2 separate regions of the Hordeum vulgare genome follow, and region 2 is linked to region 1. The links are chromatin contacts, called in public Hi-C maps. All regions are on one chromosome and are shown on one strand. The core of a region is the stretch at or near the end of the contact, and the rest is flanking DNA. Distances in the headings are between cores, read along the strand shown. Region 1 holds the start of LOC123411271 (AIG2-like protein D). Region 2 holds the start of LOC123412677 (4-hydroxyphenylacetaldehyde oxime monooxygenase-like).

The links. A called contact is a pair of places that touch in the nucleus more often than the background predicts.
Region 2: a Hi-C map of leaf shows a contact between it and region 1, with 3 times the contacts expected there. The contact joins the promoter of LOC123412677 here to the promoter of LOC123411271 in region 1. A contact is called at or near these places in 3 of 6 Hi-C or Micro-C datasets (leaf and seedling) and 1 of 1 datasets of contacts at active chromatin or transcription factors (embryo).

Annotation. Positions count from the first base shown.
Region 1 is chr7H:564,330,977-564,336,188 of MorexV3_pseudomolecules_assembly, forward strand. It overlaps LOC123411271 (AIG2-like protein D), which reads left to right and starts at 1,607. Exons shown (of 5, transcript XM_045104201.1): 1 at 1,607-1,881; 2 at 2,507-2,579; 3 at 4,048-4,140; 4 at 4,261-4,344; 5 at 4,841-5,212. The coding sequence starts at 1,733. The coding sequence ends at 4,996.
Region 2 is chr7H:564,568,817-564,574,057 of MorexV3_pseudomolecules_assembly, forward strand. It overlaps LOC123412677 (4-hydroxyphenylacetaldehyde oxime monooxygenase-like), which reads right to left and starts at 1,724. Exons shown (of 3, transcript XM_045105622.1): 1 at 1,155-1,724. The coding sequence starts at 1,631.

The sequences.
Region 1 (5,212 bases), core at 357-2,856:
TTTGTCTTTGGTGAATCTGCTCGGATTTGATCATCGTTTGTCTACGTTCATGTGTCTTCAAGTTGGATCCTTTCGATCTACGCTACTCTACGATGATGGTTGTTGTTGTGGTGTGCTGGTCCTATGTGGCATTTCCATGAAAACTTTCGAACTGTCTACTATAATAAGTTTTACCCGGCTCCCGCTCGTTTCGACGCTTATAATCGTCCTTAGATGGTTTATAAATCTAGATAAAAAATTAGTATTTCTAGTGTTTGTTGTACTCACATTATTGAAAATGAATAGATTGAAAGTTTTTTTCGCAAGAAGAATCTCATAGAAAAATAACACACTTAATTCTGCAAAAGCAACTTCTTCTTTTTTAGGAAAAAAACAACTTCCTTTTAGGAAAAAGGCCACATGGCATATACTTCCTCTGTTAGTACAAAATTTAGTCATTTTTGAGCCACTTATTTTGGAACGAAAAAAGTATTAAGTAGGGTATATCCTTAAAAGAACGCCCTTTCAAAAGTTTAAAAATAAATCCAAGTCCTCACGGCCTTATCCTTCTTGCATTCATCGATGGCATGACGTGAACAAATTTACTCGATTATACAAAGCATGATCTTAATCTGTTGGTCAGAGGCTTCCACGCACAAAAATTATAAGAGTTATCTAAGTTGTGTTAAGAAAGATGAGTGTATGTGAAGTTGATGCACTGTGTTTAAAACAATGCACACTGAAAAATTTATATGAAAAGCGAACTCACGAGTGAATGGACGGTTAAGAAGACAGTGGTATTTTCTGGAGAGTTCAAGTCACAGATTAGACATTGGTGTTCGTATTTTTTTGAATTTATTTTGGATATTTTGATGAAATGCATTTAGGGGTAGGAAATGTTCTCACCGACTATGAAGACGTGTATGCCGACATTATCAATCTTAAAATGACGTGTCGATTCAGTCTTTGAAGATGATCATAAAAATGTGTGCGTTCCTATGAATAAGGGTATATTCATGTATATAAACTACTTTGATTGCATTATGCTAAAAAAATACTCCCTCCTTTTCGGTTTATAGGGCTCATCTTAAAAAAAAATAGATTTTCACTATATTAAGCTCATTTTGAGTCTAATTAAACTAATGTGCTTTGAGTACCACGCCATATTTAATTCATAGAGATTAGAAAAAGGAAATTAGTGGACAAGCATGCATTTTTTTTTACATTCATCATGCAAGTCCAATGAAAAGGGCGGATGCTACATTTATTGCCTCGGTAATTGAATACGTGGGAAATATTTTATTGGCTAGTTGAAACTAGTGACATCCATTCATAATTCATTTTGGTTGATGAGATTTTAGATTTAAGCCCTATAAATCGGAAAGGAGCGAGTACGAAAATTATTCCATCCAAAGCAGATATACTAGGAGTATTATTTTTGACTCGGTCTCTCAAAGATGCTCATAGAAATAATGTGCATGCGTTTATAGAGATAAGTGTATGTGCGTGTACATGAGATGGCGTTTGCATCTGTAATTGTGTTTGAAAAAAATATTATTTCCTCAATTAAAATTTTGTACTCGTATTTAAAGAGCGCGCTCGCTGTGCTTGCTCACGCAGCAGAGCAATTGACAGCCCACCACAGCCTGAGCTCGGTCTCGGTCGTACGTATCCATCCCTCTGTGGCACGCCAAGTGTCAGCAACAAGCACCCAACCCCCTCCTCCCCCCGCTCATCTCCTGCTCCCGAGCCCATGGCGGCGACTCCTCCTGCCGCCACCGCCGTCGTCGCCGCGGGCGGAGCGCACAGCGTGTTCGTGTACGGGAGCCTGATGGCGGACGAGGTGGTCACCGCCATCCTCAAGCGCGTCCCGGCCTCCTCCCCGGCGCTCCTCACCAACTAGTACGGATACCACACGCTCGCCCCTTTCTTTCCCGCTCCCGTCATCCTCGGTGGTTCCCGATCCCTGCTTCACCCCCACCAAATAATCCTCTCTAGCCTCTAGTCATCGCTCTCGCTTCCCCTGTTATGCTTGTTCGTCGAATTGACTAATTGATGTGCTTGGCGACGAGATCGTGTTTTTGATTAGCCAGGGATTGACCGAGTGATCACAATCCATTCAGTACCCAATATGCGGTGATAAAACAGCCAACTTGTACTATGTAGCTAGGAGCTCTAGGATAAAAATGGAACACTATGTGGAAGCTCGAATTCACTGCAATTTGAGACCCTTAATGGCCATAAATGCAACAAAGGACTTCATGTTTGACATGGGAATCCTGAACTTGCCCGTGTTATGGCAGGACCGTTGTCCATTTCTAGGTTTTAGAATTGATAGGATTTCTTGTGCTCGTACCGGTAACAAACTGTCTTGAGCAATTAAACATGTATGGAGATGATCTGCTGTTCTTGTTGTAATTTGACTCTTGAACTAGAGCTCTTTTTTACACTATTCTAGTTCTCCATCCATATTGATTTACTTCCAAGTTGGAAGCTAAGTTTTGACATCGGATGCCATTCTTTGCAGCCACAGGTTTAACATCAAGGGTCGTATTTATCCAGCAATCCTGCCTGTTGAAAGCAAGATGGTTGCTGGAAAGGTTTGTTAACTGTTTAACTGTTCTACAGAGCTCAGCTGTTTATCATTTTTTCCTTTTTGTCATTTTTCTACATTTACAGATTTGTTAATAAGCTTATCATTTTCTCAGTTGGCTGTACCCTGTTCCCTTGGTTCCACCGCTGTCGTTAGAGCATATAGTTTCTCTCTGCTTTTAGGCCAACTCCACCGCACGACCCCAAACGGATGTCCGGTTTGGCCGGATTTTGTCCGTTTGGGGCGGCAATGTGTTCGCCCACGTCCGCTTCTGACCGTTGGGTCGTGCGTACGCCCACTGTGCGGCCGCACCCCAAATCATATCCGTGTTGGACGTGATTAAAAAAATTAGAAAAACTTAAATAAAAAGTAAATAAACGCAGTTAAAAAAACTTAAAACATAAAATTAAGGGTCACGACCACAAAACGGGCCAGTTTCACCGTCGTTGACATAATTAACATAAATAAAAAATAAAAAACGCCCGTCAATGCCGTGGCCGTCGCCGTCTTCAATGGCCGCCGGTGTCGTCGTCGTCGCTGACGAGGTCGACGTAGGCCGGCGGTCCCTGGTGCGCGGGGGCGGGCTGGAAGCTGGCAGGTGCCTGCACCACCTCCTCCCGTGGCGAGGCGTCCCGCTCCGGTGACCGCGGCGGCGTGGGGCACCAGTTCACGCCCCCCACTGCGTGCGCCATGGCTGCGAGGCGGCCGGCCGGCGAGTTCGAGGCTAGGGTTTGGGGTGTCGGGTTTCGAGGAGGCCGCGGGGTGTAGTGGGAAGTGTGGACGACGACCGGTCCACGGCTTCCCCATTTAAGAAGGACCGCGACCGTTTCTTGGGCGGATGACAGGCGGGCCCGGCCGCTCGTGCGCATTGATGTGGGCGGGTGGGAGGTAGGTGGCCGCCTGCCACGCGGCCCGGAACGGACGAGCGGGCGTCCGTTCGCTGTCCGTCACGACCCAAACCCCGCGCAAGTTTGCGCTCGAAATGGGTCGCCCCGGACACAAAACGGACAAGATGGGTCCGGGCCGTCTCGCGCTGGGCCAACCAGTTTGTCCCTTTTACCCCAAACGGACGGTGCGGTGGAGTTAGCCTTACGTGTCTGGTTTCTCAGGCTTTTCACCCCAGAATAGCGAAGTGCTGGAGTTTTTATTGTAAGTTTAAAATTGTTAAGTCAATAATTTTGGGGGAGTTCGGGCCAACAAGCTTCTCGTTCTTAAAAGTTGCTTTGGTCAGACAGTTGGTCGCGTCTAATTTTGTGTGATCCAGCATTTGCTCTTGTTATTACTAAATTTAGAAACTCATATAATTTTGAAACCATGAAATTGTTGTAATAACTGCATCTGTTTCTGTGAAGTCAATTTCTCACTTGGCTTGGACCGTTATGTGCTATAGTTTTTTCTCCTTTTGCAATAAGGCCAATCGTTTAGCTTTGATTCCCAGCTACACCCTTTTCCTACTTATGCTTACTGCTCTGCAGGTTATCATGGGCATTTCTGATGCAGAACTCATTGTCTTAGATGCATTTGAGGATTTTGAGTATGTAAGGAGAAGAGTTCAGATATCACTCACCGTAAGTTTATTTTCAACTGAAGTGACCCGTTGTTCATGGTCTTGCTGTGATCAGAAACTGTTTGAAGCTGGTAACTTGTCGTTTTAGATGGTTTTGCTCAAAGAAAGTTTGGCATTACAGGATACTTCAGAGACAATGCATGCTGACACTTATATATGGAGTGATGCAGAGGATCCAGATCTGTATGGTGAATGGGATTTTGAGGTGAGGGTGTCTCATTTCTTTGTGATCTATTGATGCATCTGATTTCAGTTCTTTCAGTCCCGCACTTGATTTTTGGAATGAACACATTTATTGTGTTCCCAAGTCACACTGCAACCGAACCCTTTCTGATCAATAATACAAATGTTGATAGATTTCACCGAAGTTATGAGTTGTGACAGAAGAATCACAATACGAATGTTTGCCCCATAAGATTATGCTAATGTACACAATGAACCGCACTATTTATGATGAGCTCATGTAGGTAATTTTGCTTCTGAAAGAAAGTGTTAACTCCATTTTTATGTTCATATTCAGCAGAGAGGGCTGACTGCCACCTTTTTCTGCCCATTTGAGAACAAAATGCTTCTGTGGTTGTAGTCTACTATGCATTTACTCTGATAATTTTCAAACCGATCGGTTTCCACTATTTGTCGATGTGAATTTTGCTTTCGGGGACAAATTATTTGTTGCGTACTAATTACATCAGCCACTATAGGAGTGGAAGAGGCTTCACATGAAGGATTTCCTAACGATGACACTTGGATTCATGGATGGATTCGAACGGCCTGAACACAAGACCCGGGTCGAGACCTACCAGTCTTTCATGCACGAGCATGAACAGCCTAAATCGGATACGCAGGTCGAGAGTTGAGTTCTTCGATCGTTCTTCATGGAGAACCGATTCATCAGTGTGTTGTATTAGTGTTATCCGAAACAGCTTATATCCTCAGATTTGCGGATAAGATCTTTATAGCTTATATCCTCAGATTTGTGAATAAGTTCTTTATAGGATCATTCTCACTAGAACAAATTAGAATGCAATCTCTTCTGTGAGACCCTTGACGATCCAAGTAGTGGTGCGTATCAG
Region 2 (5,241 bases), core at 474-2,973, 240 kb after region 1:
AACCTATAAAAATCTATAACACGAACAACTTTCTCTCTCTTAAAACTGCTCCCTCCCCACTTTTCCTTATTTTTCCCACCGCGTCTTTTGCTGTTATTAATCCTCTCTCTGACACACGTTTGCATGGACGAGGCACAAGAAGATGACACTCTCTTTCTCATCTGACTGGTACAGTGATATGCATATCTATGGTCTCTTTCGATAGGCTCACAGTGACCTGCATGCCTAGTGCTGCGACTGATTTCAGCTCCCGTCCTGGCCAAACGGGCAGGCCTGGCACGGCATGGCACGCCCGGGACCGTGCCGTGCCGGCCCACCGGCGCAGCTTCCTCGTCGAGACACGGTACGGAGGCTATACGGAGCGGTCCGTAGCCATGCCAGACCCGCTAGTCTGCTAATTTTTTATTATTATTTTAGGCTGTTATTTGGGTCGATTTTCGACTGTTAGGTTGTTTTTTGGACCGACTTTAATATATTAGATTGTGTTTTGGATCGATTTTTGATCTATTAAGTTTTTTAATCATATATATATAAATAAATAAATAATAAATAAATAATAAAATGGTGAGGAGGAGGGAGAGCTTTTTCGGGCTAAGAAGAACAAGAGGAGAGGAGAAATGGTGGTTGGTGGGCGAGGGGTTCGGGGTGGCAGAATATAAAGGCAAGAAACGCCATAGATACTGGCGTTCCACCTCATGTCTGCAACGCCAGCCACCTTGGCGTTTCTGGGAAGGGCCGCAACGTCCAGTAGACTGGCGTTGCACACGAGGCCCGCAACGTCCAGTAGACTGGCGTTTCATAACAGGGCTGCAACACCACGGTGCATGGCGTTTTCAAAAGGGTCAAAACGTGAAATACTTTCGAACCGAGTTTATTACGTAATCAACTTATATCCTAAGGATCAAAACAGTGAAAAATCCCCAGCGATGGCGGCAGTGCACCGGTCTACATCGATGGGGATGGCTGTGATGTGCCGCGCCAAGAAGAAAAAGAAGGAGAAGAATGTAGGGCTCAACGCTTTTACAGAAAAAATATAAGGAAAGAAAAGGATAAGCTGCTCGGAGGCCCACAGGACGCGTGGCGCACGTCAGACGCGACTTACGAAGCACGGTGATCATTCGGTTGATTTTGAACGATTTCCGATAAAGATTTACCTGTGCATCGCGAGCGTAGCAGGCGGCCTTGACGCGGCGGCGGCTGAGCAGCTCGAGGATGAAAAGCTTGCGCATGTCGCGGACGTAGTCGCTGAAGGGGGAGAAGGCGACGTCCTTGTAGCCGTACGACAGCAGCCGCGGCCCGGCCGCCGGGGGGCGGCTGCAGCAGTCCGCGTCGTGCACCTTGAGGGCCTCCCGCGCGGCCTCCGGCGAGGACAGCACCACCGTCGGAACCATGCCCAGCCGTAGCATCATGACCGGCCCATGCCGCCTCGCGAGCGCCGAGAGGCTCCGATGGGGAAGCGGGCCGATCTGGTGCAGGTTGCCGACGATGGGCAGCTTCCGGGGCCCTGGCGGCAGCCTAGCGCCAGCGGGCCTGCTCCAGGTCCGGCGTAGGAGGAGGAAGACAAGTGGGACAAGGAGTAGGAGAAGCTGCCATTGTTGGGGCAGGAGCTCGAGAAGCTGAGAAGCACCCATTTGCCTTGCCTGATGGCTTGCTCTGGTTGAGGCCTCACCGCCTGAGCGACAGCGAGCCAGGGGGTTTAAGTAGGACAGAGCTAGTAGGTACAACGACGGACGACACTTTGATGGTTATAATGCACATGTGCAAGTACATATGGTGGCATCAGAAATACAGAATTTTGGGCTCTCAGGTTACTACGTACTTATGTAGAGATGCGTGATTGAACACAATGGCAACTGCACCAAGTAATTGATGTCAAAATAAAATAAAATTGCACCATGTATTGCTTTGCTTCAACAATGAAAATGCAGTGAATTCAAGCAACCTTGTTCTCAGCTACACAACTTGACTGCGTATATCACACTGCAGGTAAAAGGAGGATTAGGGCGGTAGCCACTTTATTGCAGCTAGCCAGGCAGGTGGAGGAGATGGTCTGGAAAATGATGTAGGAGGACGATCCACTTTCAAGATAGCTGTACTGATGTCTGGCCCTGGTAAGCTAAGTGGCCAGGACGAAAGGGAAGGAACGGACGGCCAGGAATCGAGCTCGCTTTGTTTTCCAAATTGGGACGGTTCTCGCACCCACCTAATAAATTAGGACGGAGAAGACACGTGCCCAAAATCAAAGGCTATGCAATGTCTAGCGCAAATTTTCTTCCGCACCCCTTTACGATAAGGAATACTAGTTTACGGATGCGGAAGAGCGACATCCAACATTAATTGTATACATTGCAGCCCTTACTTTAGTAATCCGGACGAAATTCACGCAAACCGGATGATATTCATCAAAGTTTAAATAGGAAATAGCATAATCATTCATACATACCATGTAAATTAAATATAATACAACAAGGTCTCGAATTAAGGAGACGTCCAACAAGTTTTAATCAAAAGACCATGTCGTCCAACATAAATTGTCCCTTCAGTTTCATCCAACACTATGTTAACATAAATGATCGTCTCTTTTTCCTGTGATACGCCACGACAGCGCGTGCGGGTTACATATAATGTGTAGACCAAGTGAATGAATCAATCAACAAGTTGAGCAAGAGGAAACAAAAAACTTACAAGCCACTCATCTACTTCGTGCAATGGCCACCTTTCCTCGAGCCGACGAACCATGTTACAAAACTTGGTGATGTTGATCTGGATCATGTGCGAGCGATACGACAATGACTTCACATTGCGTGGTTGAATGATGCACATGTTATAGGGCGCAATGTCCTTTTATGTGTGAAACATTTCGTGCAGTTGCCGCCAGAAGGGCTCCCCTCCGGTCCTGCCTATGAAATTCACGGATGCGGCCAGCCATGCATCGCACAACAACTCATCCTTCATGGTCGAGTAGCTCACCATCCCCCGAACTCTAAAAAATGACATAGCATTTGAAAATAAGCTCTAATTGACCCCCGGCGTGGTGACCGCCATGAAGGTCGTCGACAGGGGGCGAAGTGTATATGGGTTCAAACGACTCCAGGATGAAAAGCTCCGCCGTAGACGACGAGGGGGTGTGTGATGATCCACAAGTATATGGAATCAATCGTAATCTTTATGATAAGTAAGAGTGTTAAACCCGATGAGGAGCAGAAGGAAATGACAAGCGGTTTTCAGCAAGGTATTATCTGCAAGTGATGTGAGTAAAAAATGTAGATAGTTTTAGAGTTAAAAAGTCGTAACAAGTGACAAGTAACAATAGTAGAAAAGGTGTAGCAATGTGTCCCAATCCTTTTTATAGCAAAGTACAAGCCGAAAAGTTCTCTTATATAAAGTAAAGTGTTCTCTCGAACACATAGGAACTGTCTAGTTCATCATGTTTAGTTGATTCACGTTTGTTACTTTGATAATTTGATATCTGGATGGACCGGTGCTTGGGTGTTGTTATTACTTGAACAAGCAACCCATTTAAGATTACCCACTCTCGCAAGCATCCGCAACTATGAAAGAAGAATTAAAAATAATATAACCATAGCATGAAACATGTGGATCCAAATCATCCCCTTACGGAATAACATATAAACTAGGGTTTAAGCTTATGTCACTCTAGCAACCTGATAACCCACAAATACAGGGGATCAATCGTAGTCCTTTCGATAAGTAAGAGTGTCGAACCCAACGAGGAGCAGAAGGCTATGATAAACAGTTTTCAGCAAGGTAATAACTGCAAGCACTGAAAGTAGCGGTAACAAGTGATGGTGTAGCTAGGTGAAACGTAGCAAGTGAAAAGTAAGAAGTAACAAGTAGTAGCAATGGTGCAGCAAATGGCCCAATCCCTTTTGTAGCAAGGGACAAGCCTGAACAAAGTCTTATAGGAGGAAAAACGCTCCCGAGGACACACGGGAATTTCTATCATGCTAGTTTCATCATGTTCATGTGACTCGCGTTCGTTACTTTGATAGTTTGATATGTGGGTGGACCGGCGCTTGGGTACTACCCTTACTTGGACAAGCATCCCACTTATGATTAACCCCTCTCGCAAGCATCCGCAACTACGAAAGAAGAATTAAGACAATGTCTAACCATAGCATTAAACTAGTGGATCCAAATCAGCCCCTTACGAAGCAACGCATAGACTGGGGTTTAAGCTTTTGTCACTCTAGCAACCCATCATCTACTTACTACTCCCCAATGCCTTCCTCTAGGCCCAAGTATGGTGAAGTGTTATGTAGTCGACGTTCACATAACACCACTAGAGGAAAGACAACATACATCATATCAAAATACCAAACGAATACCAAATTCACATGACTATTATTAGCATGACTTATCCCATGTCCTCGGGAACAAAAGTAACTACTCACAAAGCATAATCGTAATCATGATCAGTGGTGTAAGGAATAGCATCAAGGATCTGAACATATACTTTTCCACCAAATAATCCAACTAGCATCAACTACAAAGAGTAATCAACACTACTAGCAACCTTACAAGTACCAATCGGAGTCGTGAGACGGAGATTGGTTACAAGAGATGAACTAGGGATTGGAGAGTTGATGGTGCTGATGAAGATGTTGATGGAGATGACTCCCCTCTAACGAGAGGAGTGTTGGTGATGACGATGGCGACGATTTCCCCCTCCGGGAGGGAAGTTTCCCCAGCAGGATCGTCTTGCCGGAGCTCTAGATTGGATCTGCTCAAGTTTCGCCTCGTGGCGGCGGCGAAACCACGAAAAAGCTCCCTCTTAATTTTTTCTAGAAAGAAACCCTTCATATAGCAAAAGAGGGGGCCAGTGGGCCGTCAGGGAGCCCACAAGCCCTGTAGCCGCCACCGGGGGGGGGGGGGGTGGTGGCGGCTACCAGGCTTGTTGGGCCCTGGTAGCTCCCCTCTGGTACTTCTTTCGCCCATTATTTTTTATGTATTCCCAAGAAATTCCACGTAAATTTTCAGGGCAATTAGAGTTGTGCAGAATAGAGGACTCAGATTTGCTCCTTTTCTAGTCCAGAATTCCAGCTGCCTGAATTCTCCCTCTTCAAATAAACCTTGCAAAATAAGAGAGAAAAGACATCAATATGGTACCACAAAGTAATATAACAGCCGATAATGCGATAAATATCAACATGAAAGCATGATGCAAAATTGACGTATCAACTCCCCCAAGCTTAGACCTCGCTTGTCCTCAAGCGAAAA